Regions from separate parts of the Danio rerio genome. Here region 2 is linked to region 1. A link is a contact called in public Hi-C data. All regions are on one chromosome and are shown on one strand. Each heading gives the region's core, a stretch centred on a gene start, on an enhancer-like site or on the middle of the called end of the contact. The rest is flanking DNA. Distances are from core to core; before and after follow the strand shown.

Region 1 (6,455 bases), core at 3,937-6,436:
TGGCGTACTCGATCTTGGCTCCTTTTATCTCGGCTTTGAACTGCGTAAAAAACAAGTAGGACTTCCCTTGGGGCCTATCATGAAGAAATGACAGGAGAGAAATCAATAGCGTTTCATCTTGCATTACAAGCCGATGTTTTGAAAATGCAATTCACAAACCACACATTTTCAGCATCACTCATTGATTAGAGTGTATAAGTTACCTCCATACTGAACAGGAAAACATTTGCTCATCGTCACTTAGTCCGACACTCATTTGCCATTGCTGGAAGAAAAAAAGCAGAAAGGGTTCGCATTTAAGCCTGATCTTTGGTACAATTATATTTATTTACCTTTTAATTAAGGGTGTCACGATCCTCCAAGTCCTCGATTCGATTACATTTTCGATTCCAAAGGCACGATTCGATTTTCAATTATGAATAATTGATTAATTAATGACCAATTAATTATTTGTAGCCTACCGTTTAAACTACCTGACCTGCATGGTCTTTGTTTTACCCATAAACAAATCATACAGTACATGAATGAAGGCAAGATACACACATAATTACCACCTGTCAATCACTTTTTCTGCGGGACTCGTGAATAGGCAGTGATCTGTGTCATTATAATGGCGTCGGTAAAAAAGACGCACAACCAACAGGAACCAGCCAACAGTATCTGAGGTGTTCGCTAAAATGACTAAGTACAAGTGAGTGAAAGATTGAAGCAGTCCTCTGACTGCCTGGACCAGCTGTCTCGAGCGCAAGGCTGCGTCTGTGTCTGTGTGGTCACGTGATGTGCATTTTCAGAGGTAGAGAGGAAGGAGGGCTGCTCAGAAATGCTACACGCCACTGTGGATGTCAAATCTTTGTCGTTCTAAAATGCCATTTAAAAACAAAGACAGTGTAAACAGGGCCTGAGTGTGAACTTTTCGCGAGCGGATTTGCAACGGGGGCAGGCGGAGGATCGCGATGCCGGTGTTGTCTATCGGACGAACCGTACGTAATACGTACATAGCAGAGCTTGCAAAACTGTGTTTTTTTGTCGACAACACGAACGTTATCAACATAACTCACTGGAAATCCAAAATGCTTCCACACCGGCGACTTCATTGAAAGAGGAGAGGGTTTAAGCTCTGTCGACGGGTCTCCTGCGTCTGCCGTTTAACAAGCACTTCAACAAGCCTGTTTTTTTCCCGCTTGGCAAGCCAAGCTGACGTGACATGGGGGCGTGGCAGCATCAACGATTCTATTTTTTGATTCGATAATCGAAATTGATCATAAATTTCGATCGATTTCGATTAAAAATCGAAATCGTGACACCCCTACTTTTAATGCCATATCAGCAGTAGGGATGGACGATGTCGACCAATTTGGCATTGTACGATGTCTAATGTGAAACATTGCGATGAACGATGGCATTCAAAAGACCGAAGAGTCGTGAGATAGAGACAAGATTAATTAAATATTACGTTTAACAACTATAGTGAGACGCGATCCAGCGGTACATCCTTGATAAACTGTCAGACGTGCACTGCTCTCGGGGGTTTTGTGCTCAAAGCACCCGCTGACTGCTGGAGCTCAGACGTGCACATTTGCTGCAGTGCATGCCTGTCTGTGGTCACGTGATGTGCGTTTTCAGCGTTATAGTGTTGAAGGAGAGCTGTTTAGAAATGCTAGATGAAACGCCAGTGTTGATGTAGATCGTTTTCGTTCTAAAATACCATTTTAAAATAAATACGTTTTAGTGCAAACGGGGCCAAAAGCTGCGTCCCAAATGGCACACTATACACTATGCATTCATGCACTATGTACTTATGCACTTACACACTCAACAGGATAGTATATGTATGTAGTGGCGTCCCAAATGGCACACTAATGTGTTTTTACTAAGCGGAAATTCAAACCGTTTCCCTGATAACAATTGACGGTAGCCAAATCAGTGAAATAACCGACCGAATTATCAGATAATACCTGCCGTGAGTATTGAAGGCGCTATAATCACTCTCGTAGGAGAATTTTGCTTTCACCATCCAAAATAAATAAAGTTATTCAACATGTGCGTCTGATAGCTCCGCCCCTTCCACTACGTAAGCAAATCTGCGGTCGTTGAGTGCGTGAAGTGTCCATCATTACACACTTCATTTTACCAGCTGAATGAGTGCATCATCCGGGTAATTAAAGTGCACTTAATATTTTTAGAGTTTTCAGTGTGAACACACTACTTACACTATTTATACTACAAAATGGCGTAGAATAGTACATAAGTATGCGATTTGGGATGCAGCTAATGTGTGTGTTTTTACAAGCGAGTTGCTGCTGCAACGGGGGTGGGGTGGAGGATTGCGATGCCAGCTCAGCATCGTCTATCGACCCCAACCCTCATCAGCAGCATTGGCTATATTAATGGCAACATTGGTAATAAATATTAAATAGATCATATCATTTTTTTTAATAAGTAAGCATTATAAAGTACAATTATGTCAAATGAGTATGTTTTACAACATAATTAACGCACAATTGCTATAATTCCTCTGCTTTTAGAGGCAAAAAGTGGAATGTCGTAATCTAACAAATGAACCATGGCTTTACTACAAATAAACTTATTTTTTTTGTAGGTAAAGCTTGGTAACCATAGTTTAACCATAGTATTTGTAGTTTAACTGCAGATATACAAATGGTAATCAAAACGACAGGACACGTGGTTACTAGACTTCTATTACTATAAAAGACACTGTTAATTTTCGTAAGGGAGATTTTCAGCCATTCTGAATTACCTTACAATACTATCGGAAATATCTCAACACAAGAGATTAAAAAAATTGTGAATAAAAATATCTAATAACTAAATTAATTAACCACCAGGGTGTGAATTACAAGAGGGTTTGATCCCCCCTGAAGAAAATCAAAACAAGATGTATGGGTGGTCTGCACATCAGTAGTTAAGAAATAGTTTGAAATATTATCTTAAATAATATTCATTCATTTTCTTTTCGGCTTAGTTAATTTACTAATCAGGGGTCGCCACAGCATAATGAACCGCTAACTTATCCAGCATATGTTTTAGGGAGCGGATGCCCTTCCAGCTATCCTAAATAACATTACTAATTAAAATAATAGATAACTTAAATATACATTTGACCACTCCTATTATGATTCATACCATTGTGAATGCATGTTTGCGCTAATATTATCTAAGGGCCCATACATTTAGACACTGGACTTTTCTCCCCATAGACTTTCATTCATACGCATGCAAATGCGTCAGACCGGAAACGCAAGGTCGTGCGACAAGTTTCGCTGCGTTGGAAAGTTCAAGCTTGGTGAACTCTGACCTGCGAAAACTTATCACATGATTGTGTGAGACGAATCTTCCTGGCAGGTGTGTTGAAGCAAGTTGGTGATAAACTCTTCAGGACACCGCCCTCCAGGGCCGAGTTTGTACACCCTTGGCGTAAGTGTTTCTTGTAAAATAAGGGTTTGTACTGTAGGTGTCTGTAAAACTAGATGCGTCATTTGTATTTTAATACACACTTGCTCGCACATGGAAGTTAAACAGTAAAATAAAATATATGTGCAGTCTTTCATGGTCAGCCATTAATAGGTGCAGGAATGCAAACCTGTCATTTATTTAACATCACAAATGTCAAAGAGAACCACTCAATATCCCTCAAAACACTGCAAACAAAATTTTGATTAATAAATTTGAATTAAATGTAGTTTTGAATGTAGTTGAATTAAATATAACTTAAGGCATAGTAACCGAACATAGCCAATAAACCCCCCAATCGTCAATGTATAATTCACACCCTGTTAACCATCATGTATTAGTGTGCTTTAAACAAAATGCATTTATAAGAAATATCTTTAACAACTTAATGTATTAAGTAATAGCACATATTGCTACAAAATTAAATCATAGGCTTTTCTGGTGCAGGGTATTTATTTCTTTAAAAGTATTAAATATCTAAATATTTATAAATTGTCTTACCTCATTGGTTCCTCCTTGGCATGCATATGTGAAGGTGCATTTATACTTCTTCTAAAACAAGAAATAGAAACGTTTATTGTAAACAGATAAACAGGTTCACAATGCCAGGCTTCCTCCCACGAAATATGCTAATTTGTCAGACTGAACTTTAAATGAATGACTCCATGCTGGGGGGGACCATTACAAAAATAGACATTGTAACCATAACTCCAGTCTAAATAAATATATAAAATATGAAAACGACTTTGAAAAAAAAATGCAAATCTGGCACGTCGAGACGTCAATCACGCTTATAAAAGAGCGATGCTAACAGTGGCGTCACGCTGTCACAATAAGCTTGAATATGAGATTTAACTGAGCTTAAAATTAGTTTGTCAGTTACATAAATCTACAGAATTGATTCACAAGACTTTAATAGTGTACTTATTATATGTATGGTGCTTTTTGTGGTTATTTTTACCGTCCTTTTCGGAAGCTAACGTCCATCCACCTTAAAAGCGCGCGAAGATCCGTTAAAATTTCACAATCACAAAGGCTTGCGCGGGGTTGGAGCCACATGAAGGGTGAGTAAATAATGAAATAATTTGTGATTTTACACTAAAACATTCACTAAAAAAAGTTAACTCTAGCCGCTAGAGGGCACAATGAATCTCTACAATAGTCCAATGAGAAGCTGACGGGTGGATTTGAGGATTTCCTTTCTACACGTCGCGGTTTTTCAAACATATCATCCATTCATTACGAAAAGAGGTTAATATGAACTTAAATTAATATAAATGTTAAATATGAAACACGGTGGTGGCATTAATATGCTTTAAAATTCAATAACGAGTAAAAATGAGAGATGAAATGCGAGTGCGGACACATAGAATCGAGTATACGCAAATAATGCATTTTTGTAATCATAATAAACATACGGTGTTGTTAGAAGTAAACAAGTGCTACTCCATTAAAATATCAAACAGCTACTTACAAGTTTTGCAGAGAAAGTCTGCACAACTCCTCCAGGTTTGACATCGAAGTCCAGTGTTTTGGTCCTTTCAGCAGAACACAGTTCACAAAGCACAACAAACAGCAGCAGAAGATTCACAAACCATTTCATGTGCACAATAAATGCCATGATGCTTTACAGACAGGAGATCTGCGTTTATGTAGTGAATGAAAAAGGTGCCTGTACTGTTCCTGTATGTTCTTCATAGGATGGGGCAGTTCTGGAGTTTGAAATGTTAAGGCATCTAGTGGACTGGAGTAGAACAACAACTCACTTCTACATTTTCTTTTTTTCATTAGCCAAAACAAATATAGCTTCAACTGTATACATAATATCTGTGCTACTTTTAATTCTTAAAGATTAATACACAAAACATGCCAGGGGGGTTAAAAAATTGACACCTATCAAAAACTGTCTAGTCTTGAAAATTTATTAAAGTATTCAGTCACTTACGGTTGTGTACATTAAAACATACGCAAGTCTGCTTCTGCTGTAGAATTTAAAAGGTAAAACAAAAGTTTATCGAACAATATTTGACTAATATTTTAGCAATTTTGACTATATTATACTACTTTCCCTACATCACAGGGTTCAACGCTCAGGATTTTTTGTACTGGTCTGATTGGGCCAGTGGTTCAGATTTTTACTTGCCCTGCCAAAATTTTCACTGGCCCCACCAAAAAAAAAAAAAAGGGAAGTTAACAGCTATATTTTAAATAATGTGTCAAAAATAAAGTCTGTGAATCTACAATTTTAATACTAAAAAAAAAAATAATTAAAGTGTTATGCAAACAAAAAGAGTAGTATGGAAAATGTGGAGGTATTTTATTACAGCTGGAAATTATTTAACAAAAGATGGGCTGACTTGTCAAACTGACGGCAAACTGTGCAAAACATCACTTTTTTTTTTTTTTTTTGTCGCGTTGTTCACATGTAAATGTCTGCTTCCAAGACATTAGAAACTGACATTTTCTTTTAGCCTTCTCTGTACTGGTTGTTACCAGGTTATGGATAAAAATTGCATGCTCAAAACATCAAATCAGATAAGAGGAAGCGGAAAGCAATATGGTGTTTACGACATCACGGACAAGGTAATGTTTAAAGAATCAAAAGCACAAACTTAAAATCCACGCAATTGACAAATAGTCGCAGACAAATTAAATGTTAGTGACAAGGCAGCACTGTCCTAATCGGGCCAGTAATGATCCTGTCTACTGTCCCAAGCGTCTCTCACGCTGGCCCTGGGCCACCGGGCAGTCCTTATTGTTAAGCCCTGCATCACTATTTAGAAATAAATTGAAAAAATTCACGATTATTTCACCATTTCCTAAAATGTATCATATTTCTTTACTTTATCTCACAGATTTACACATAATAAGTCAAAATTACAAACTTTTTCCTCTTTAAACTTGCAACTGCCCATAAATTTGCTTGAAATGCCAGTTTCAAAATTTTATATATGTATATTCTGAAAATGCATGGGTAAAGCGGT
Region 2 (5,847 bases), core at 2,397-4,896, 97 kb before region 1:
CTCTATAGGGGAAAAACCAGGGATGTTTTTTTCAGAAATTTCTTTTTGACTGCAGAAAGATGAAATGAACATCTCGGATGACATGGGGTTGAGTAAATAAACAGGAAATTACAGTTCTAGAAATGATTAAGCTTTATTAATATTTTTTGTTGTAACTGCTACACAAGTAATTTGGTTGCATTTGTAACACAACAGGGTAAAACCAGCAATCTTTGACCTGCTGTTGGCCGTCTGTATCGCATCTTATCTCGGAGTGCTGTATTTGGCCATTCAGGTAAGATCAATTTAGTGCTGGTTTTATTATTATTATTTGCTTAAATCGTATAATAAATCATATAATGACTGATCGTCAACTCTGAAAACTGGACTGACACGGTTTCAATTTTTCTATGTCAAACTGCTTTGACACAATCTACATTGTAAAAGTGCTATAAATATAAATAAAGATGAATTGAATATAGTTATCCAATAAACATTATATAATGTACAATAATAATTATATTAATTGAATATAAAGCAGCATTTAAATTTTTTACCCTAGTAAATATAAAGTTAGTTATAAATAAATATAGTTAAAAACTAGCAGTTAATGTAATTTATAAAAGCATTGCAAAAGTATTATTGATTACTATCTTTAGTATACCATTTCCTCCTTTAATTTGTATCAATATTGCATTGATATTTAATGTTTTAGTTTTATTTAGACTATTGAATAAGATATTATGATTATTCTTGTTTCTTTATTCTTGTTATATATATATATATATATATATATATATATATATATATATATATATATATATATATATATATATATATATATATAAAATACTGATCCTAGTAAATGTAAAATTGTATTTACGATCTGTCTATGTATCAATTTATCTATGTCTTAATATAATTAATTGTTAATTTACTGTAATATAAACAGCTATTGTGATGGCTGCGAAGCACTGCTTTAAGAACCAATGGAATGACCAAAACAACATGTAAAATGTTTTACAGTGAGATCAGCCTGCTGGTTTGTCTATTCACAAAGTTTTATCATCACATGATCTCTTGTAACAAAATCACATGACTTTTTTAATGCACATACTGATATTTGTTCATAAAGATGTTTCCACATTGTAGTTTTTCTAATCAAATAAAAAGTTTATCATACTCTTGTTATATGCCTATGTGCGCTTCTTGGCATTTGCATCAACCATTTTTATGAGCAAATCTAAATTGCGCATAAAAATTGGTGGATGGAAACATAGCTAGTGAATCATTTTGGGAAGCGATTGCTTCGATAGTTTTGAAGGTTTGAAAATATTTTTCCCCATCGCTAATTGTAATGTTTGTGTTCCTGCAGAATTTTGGACTCCTGTATGGTTTTCTGCGCAGAGTCACGGCTCCTCGGGTCAAGCAGCACTGAGCGACTCGTCACTTCATGCGCCTGCAATACGAAACAGAGCCAAGTGTGTGTTTGCATTCTTTATATCACTCACAGTTTGTCCGATTGATCGACTGATTGCCTTTTTGAGAATGAACGTTGATTTTTCATGCCAAGTGTTCATCCACTACATCTCCGCTAGCCTTCGAAGTCTTCCTCGTCTCAGCGTTGCCTCAAGTCCTGTATTCTTAAAAAATACAATCCGCAATTGTTCGAATGCAGTTGAGTTCATTTCGATTGTTTCGTGGAATCAATTGAGGATTGTAGTTTCCTGAAAGCCCTTCCTCGTGTGGTTTTTCTTCTCTGGCAGCTACTGTAAAGTGGGCCAAAATGGTTGCTGGTTGGGTTGACGCTCTTCAATCTTCGAAATGCTGATTCTTTTCAGAGCGAGTATTAAAATGATGTCTAAAATTATGTTCGGAAACATTTGGCATTTCATGTTTCGCTTTTATTCCTTCGGTTTTTCCTCAGAGTTATTTACTTAAGTTAGTAATTCTGTCATTTCTTTCTTGTCTTGTTTTGACATCCGAAGTCCAGTTCTGCTTCTCATCGGGAGGTAGTTTGGTACAGATTTGCTGTTATTTATACTTCGACATGCACTGATTTGTTTTATGTTTATTCTCTGAATTTGATTTGACATTACAAATCAAGAGGTACATAAACTTGATTCTCGAGGATGAAGAAATATAAAGAAAAATAAAGGCATTTGTTGAATGAAAACAATGGAGCAGTTGTTTTTATTTCCTTTGGACGGTTTTTATTAAATGAAAAAACAACACAACACATCTTGTTTCAGTTCAGCTGGAATTATTACAATTCTTCTAATACACATGAGATAAAAACCTGTCACTCCTTTAGTGGTCTGATCAAGAATAAGTGGTCCATTTAAAAATGACAAATTTTCAAACAAAATGAATAACTTATTATTCAATGTTAAATTAATCTGTATAAATTTATTTCCTAAACACAGTTTGTACAGGAAAATTGAAACAGTAGTAAGAAATTACAGTGCAATTTTATTAATTAACATGATAAACCATGGATAATAAAACACCCCAAAAACACCTCAAATCCTCAACCGCACTGCCTTAACACTCACTGGGCGGTTAATAAATATTTTTGGCACTTTTATTTAAATATATCCTAGATTTCCACTCTCCAAACTCTCATTCTGACTGACATAAAAATTAATTAGCTAATTACAGATAATAATCAATGGAGTGTATGGTGGCGTTTAACGGGTTGTTGCTAGATCGGATATGCAACGAGGCCGGAAGTGAACGACAATTATTTAATAAATTTCCCATTTATTGTATTTTAATGCCTACGCCCACCCCAATCCTAAACCCAAAAGTCACAGCCCAAATAGTAATCGGCCCGAGCTCGGCTGCCCTTCGGCGGCTCCGACTCGACATTGGCGAGTGTTATCCGGGCCGAGTGCAGCCCGCAGCTCGCTCGCGCGCATGTGTTTGTGATGCGGCTGTAAAGTACTGGCCCGATTCATGTTAACCATATCTGGCCCGAGTCTGTCTGGAGAGTCCGGGCCGCTTCTGGCAAGGACTCTGCTGATGGCAACCGATTAAATTCTAATTTTATCTAGTAATTTGTTAGCTCAAAGTTCAATGATAATTTGAGAAAATATGGCACGACAGCAACAAAATAATATTTTGTGTGGATGGTCGCAATGTTTAGACGCAAACAAAACAATATTATTTATAAATGGATTATACATATCATTTAGAGAAAAACTGTGTAAAATGCGCTTATTATCGAGATAGCACACTCCTCTGTCGACTGTTTTTTTTTTTTTTTAAAGCAACGTAGAAACAGTAGTTGTACTGAATATTATTTATGCTATCTATTAAATTATCCAATAAATTGTATTTTATTAACGTCTACCCCCACCCCAACTGTCACTGTAATGTAAAAACAGTAGTTGTACCGAATATTATTTATGCTATCTATTAAATTACCCAAAAAATTTTATTTTTAACACCAACCCTAAACCCAATTGTCACAGTATTGTAAAAATATTAATTATAGTTTTACTGTGTCATAAAAATGCTACTATGATGAACATATCGCACTTCCGACCAGCCGTGTATCCGATCTAGACTTTACCCGTTTAACGGTCGTTGGAATCAAAGTTTCTGCGCATGCCCGTTTCTGTCATCATAACAAAACAAGTAGCGCCTCTGCTAATGAGCCGAAATTAGGTTTAAATGTCACAAAATACCTCAGAACGAACGTCTCCACGAGTACTTCGTTATTTTCAGTGCTTTGACAATGCCAGGTAAGGAAACTGAAAGGAATTTACCACCTACTCGATGATTGACGCGCGCATATCGAATACAGCAGCAGCTTCAATGAATATTACACGAAAAAAATATGTGCCAGTGAACTTTTCCATGAACAAAATTAACTCGGACATAAAGCAGTTAGCATTAGCACACGCTAGCATCCGGAACGGAAGACAGCTCGTTAGCATCTGAACGTGAAGATTAGCTTTTTTCCACGACAGGTTTTGTTTTGATACAGTAGGCAAACCAACAATTCAAGTATGGACAACTGGGTAATCATTTCCACTCGACTTTTTTTTCTCTATTACAGCATATTATCAAAACTCATGCATTCCCGAATACAACATTCGAATAAATACTCTAATTTGTGTAGGAAGTTCAAATGTTTGTCCATTACGAGCATAGACGACTGTGTTGTCGATCCATGTTTATATATTAACTTAACGCGATATTGGAGTATAGTTTTAGCCAATAGAAAGCTAGCTTTTTTTAAATGCCATTGCAGCAGTGCTCGTGGGAAAAATCCACATAAGGAATGCAAGCAGTATTTTTTAGAAACTAATCCGAAGATTGAAAACAATTCCCTTTCAGTCATGTACATTCAAACACTAGCTAACACTGTACACACATGACTAGCAGATGGTTTAAAAAGAAAGCTGATTGGTGCAGTAGTTCCCAAATAGTTTTGATGTATTGTGTATTGCATTTGTTTAAAACTTCTCTGGTAAAATGTATCAAAATTAAGTGACATTTTACTTCAGAAATCTACTAATGGGGTGTGAAATCTTAATTTAAATGTGAACAAGTTAAGTTTTTTATTCAATTAGCAGATTTTTATTTCTTGTTTTAAGTGTCGCTCAATTTTAAACCTTAAAATACATCTTGTGGTATTTTGCTTAAATATGTGTATGAGTCAAATATTTAGAGCCTAAATGTGCAGGTAAACATCAAATCATTCCTTATTAAGCTCTTTATCTTTGTAACCCAAGTTTATTGCTGTCTACGCAATTTATTGGTATTCATTTGTTCCAAATAATATAACAGAGTGTGGTTTGACGTCCTGCCCTTTGTTTGCAAACAACTATAATAGTTTTGATGTATTATTTTTATATTGCACTATAACTTTAAAACTTCTGATAAAATGTGTTAATATTAAGTGAGATTTTACTTCAGAAATCCACTAATGAGGTGTGAATCTTAATTTAAATGGGAACACGTTTTTTATTCTATTAGCAGATTTTTTTTAAGCGTCACTTAATTTTAAACATTAAAATACTACGTCTTGTGGTGTTTTGCTTAAATATGTGTATGGTAAAAAAACATTTAGAGCCTGAATGTGCAGGTAAACAACATCAAATCATTCCTTATTAAGCTTTTTATCTTCGTAACCTATGCTTATTGTTGTCTACGTAATTTATTGACATTTATTTGTGCCAAATAATATCACTGAGTTTGATTTGACGTCCTGCGCTTTGTTTGCAAACAACTATAATAGTTTTGATGTATTATTTTTGTATTGCACTATAATTGTTTAAAACTGATAAAATTTATAAAAATTAAGTGACATTTTACTTCAGAAATCCACTAATGAGGTGTGAAATCTTAATTTAACTGAGAACAAGTTCAGTTTTTTATTCCATTAGCAGATTTTTTTTTTTTTCTTGTTTTAAGTGGCGCTTAATTTTAAACATTAAAATACTACGTCTCATGGTATTTTGCTTAAATATGTGTATGATTCAAATATTTAGAGCCTAAATGTGCAGGTAAAAATCAAATCATTCCTTATTAAGCTCTTTATCTTTGTAACCCAAGTTTATTGCTGTCTACAGAATTTATTGGTATTCATTTGTTCCAAATAATATAACAGAGTGTGGTTTGACGTCCTGCCCTTTGTTCGCAAACAACTATAATAGTTTTGATGTATTATTTTTATATTGCACTATAACTTTAAAACTTCTGATAAAATGTATTATTATTAAGTGAGATTTAACTTCAGAAATCCACAAAGGAGGTGTAAAATCCTAATTTAAATGGGAACACGTTTTTGATTCTATTAGCAGATTTTTTTTAAGCGTCACTTAATTTTAAACATTAAAATACTACGTCTTGTGG

The links. A called contact is a pair of places that touch in the nucleus more often than the background predicts.
Region 2: a Hi-C map of an unstated tissue shows a contact between it and region 1, with 4 times the contacts expected there. The contact joins the enhancer-like site here to the promoter of mydgf in region 1. A contact is called at or near these places in 3 of 18 Hi-C or Micro-C datasets (caudal fin, hematopoietic stem cells and an unstated tissue).

What each region holds. Positions count from the first base shown.
Region 1 is chr22:5,367,000-5,373,454 of GRCz12tu, reverse strand. It overlaps mydgf (myeloid-derived growth factor), which reads right to left and starts at 5,186. Exons shown (of 6, transcript NM_001002480.2): 1 at 4,946-5,186; 2 at 3,973-4,023; 3 at 204-265; 4 at 1-74. The coding sequence starts at 5,092.
Region 2 is chr22:5,463,335-5,469,181 of GRCz12tu, reverse strand. cers1 (ceramide synthase 1) reads right to left here. Exons shown (of 7, transcript XM_009295953.5): 7 at 2,167-5,847. It overlaps ncln (nicalin), which reads left to right. Exons shown (of 15, transcript NM_207057.1): 14 at 196-274; 15 at 1,355-2,155. The coding sequence ends at 1,417. Among named protein-coding and RNA genes, the nearest start is that of ncln, 19 kb to the left of the region's middle. Within about 2 kb of position 3,646, at least 4 of the 62 cell types and tissues checked have an H3K27ac peak or open chromatin away from gene starts, as enhancers often do.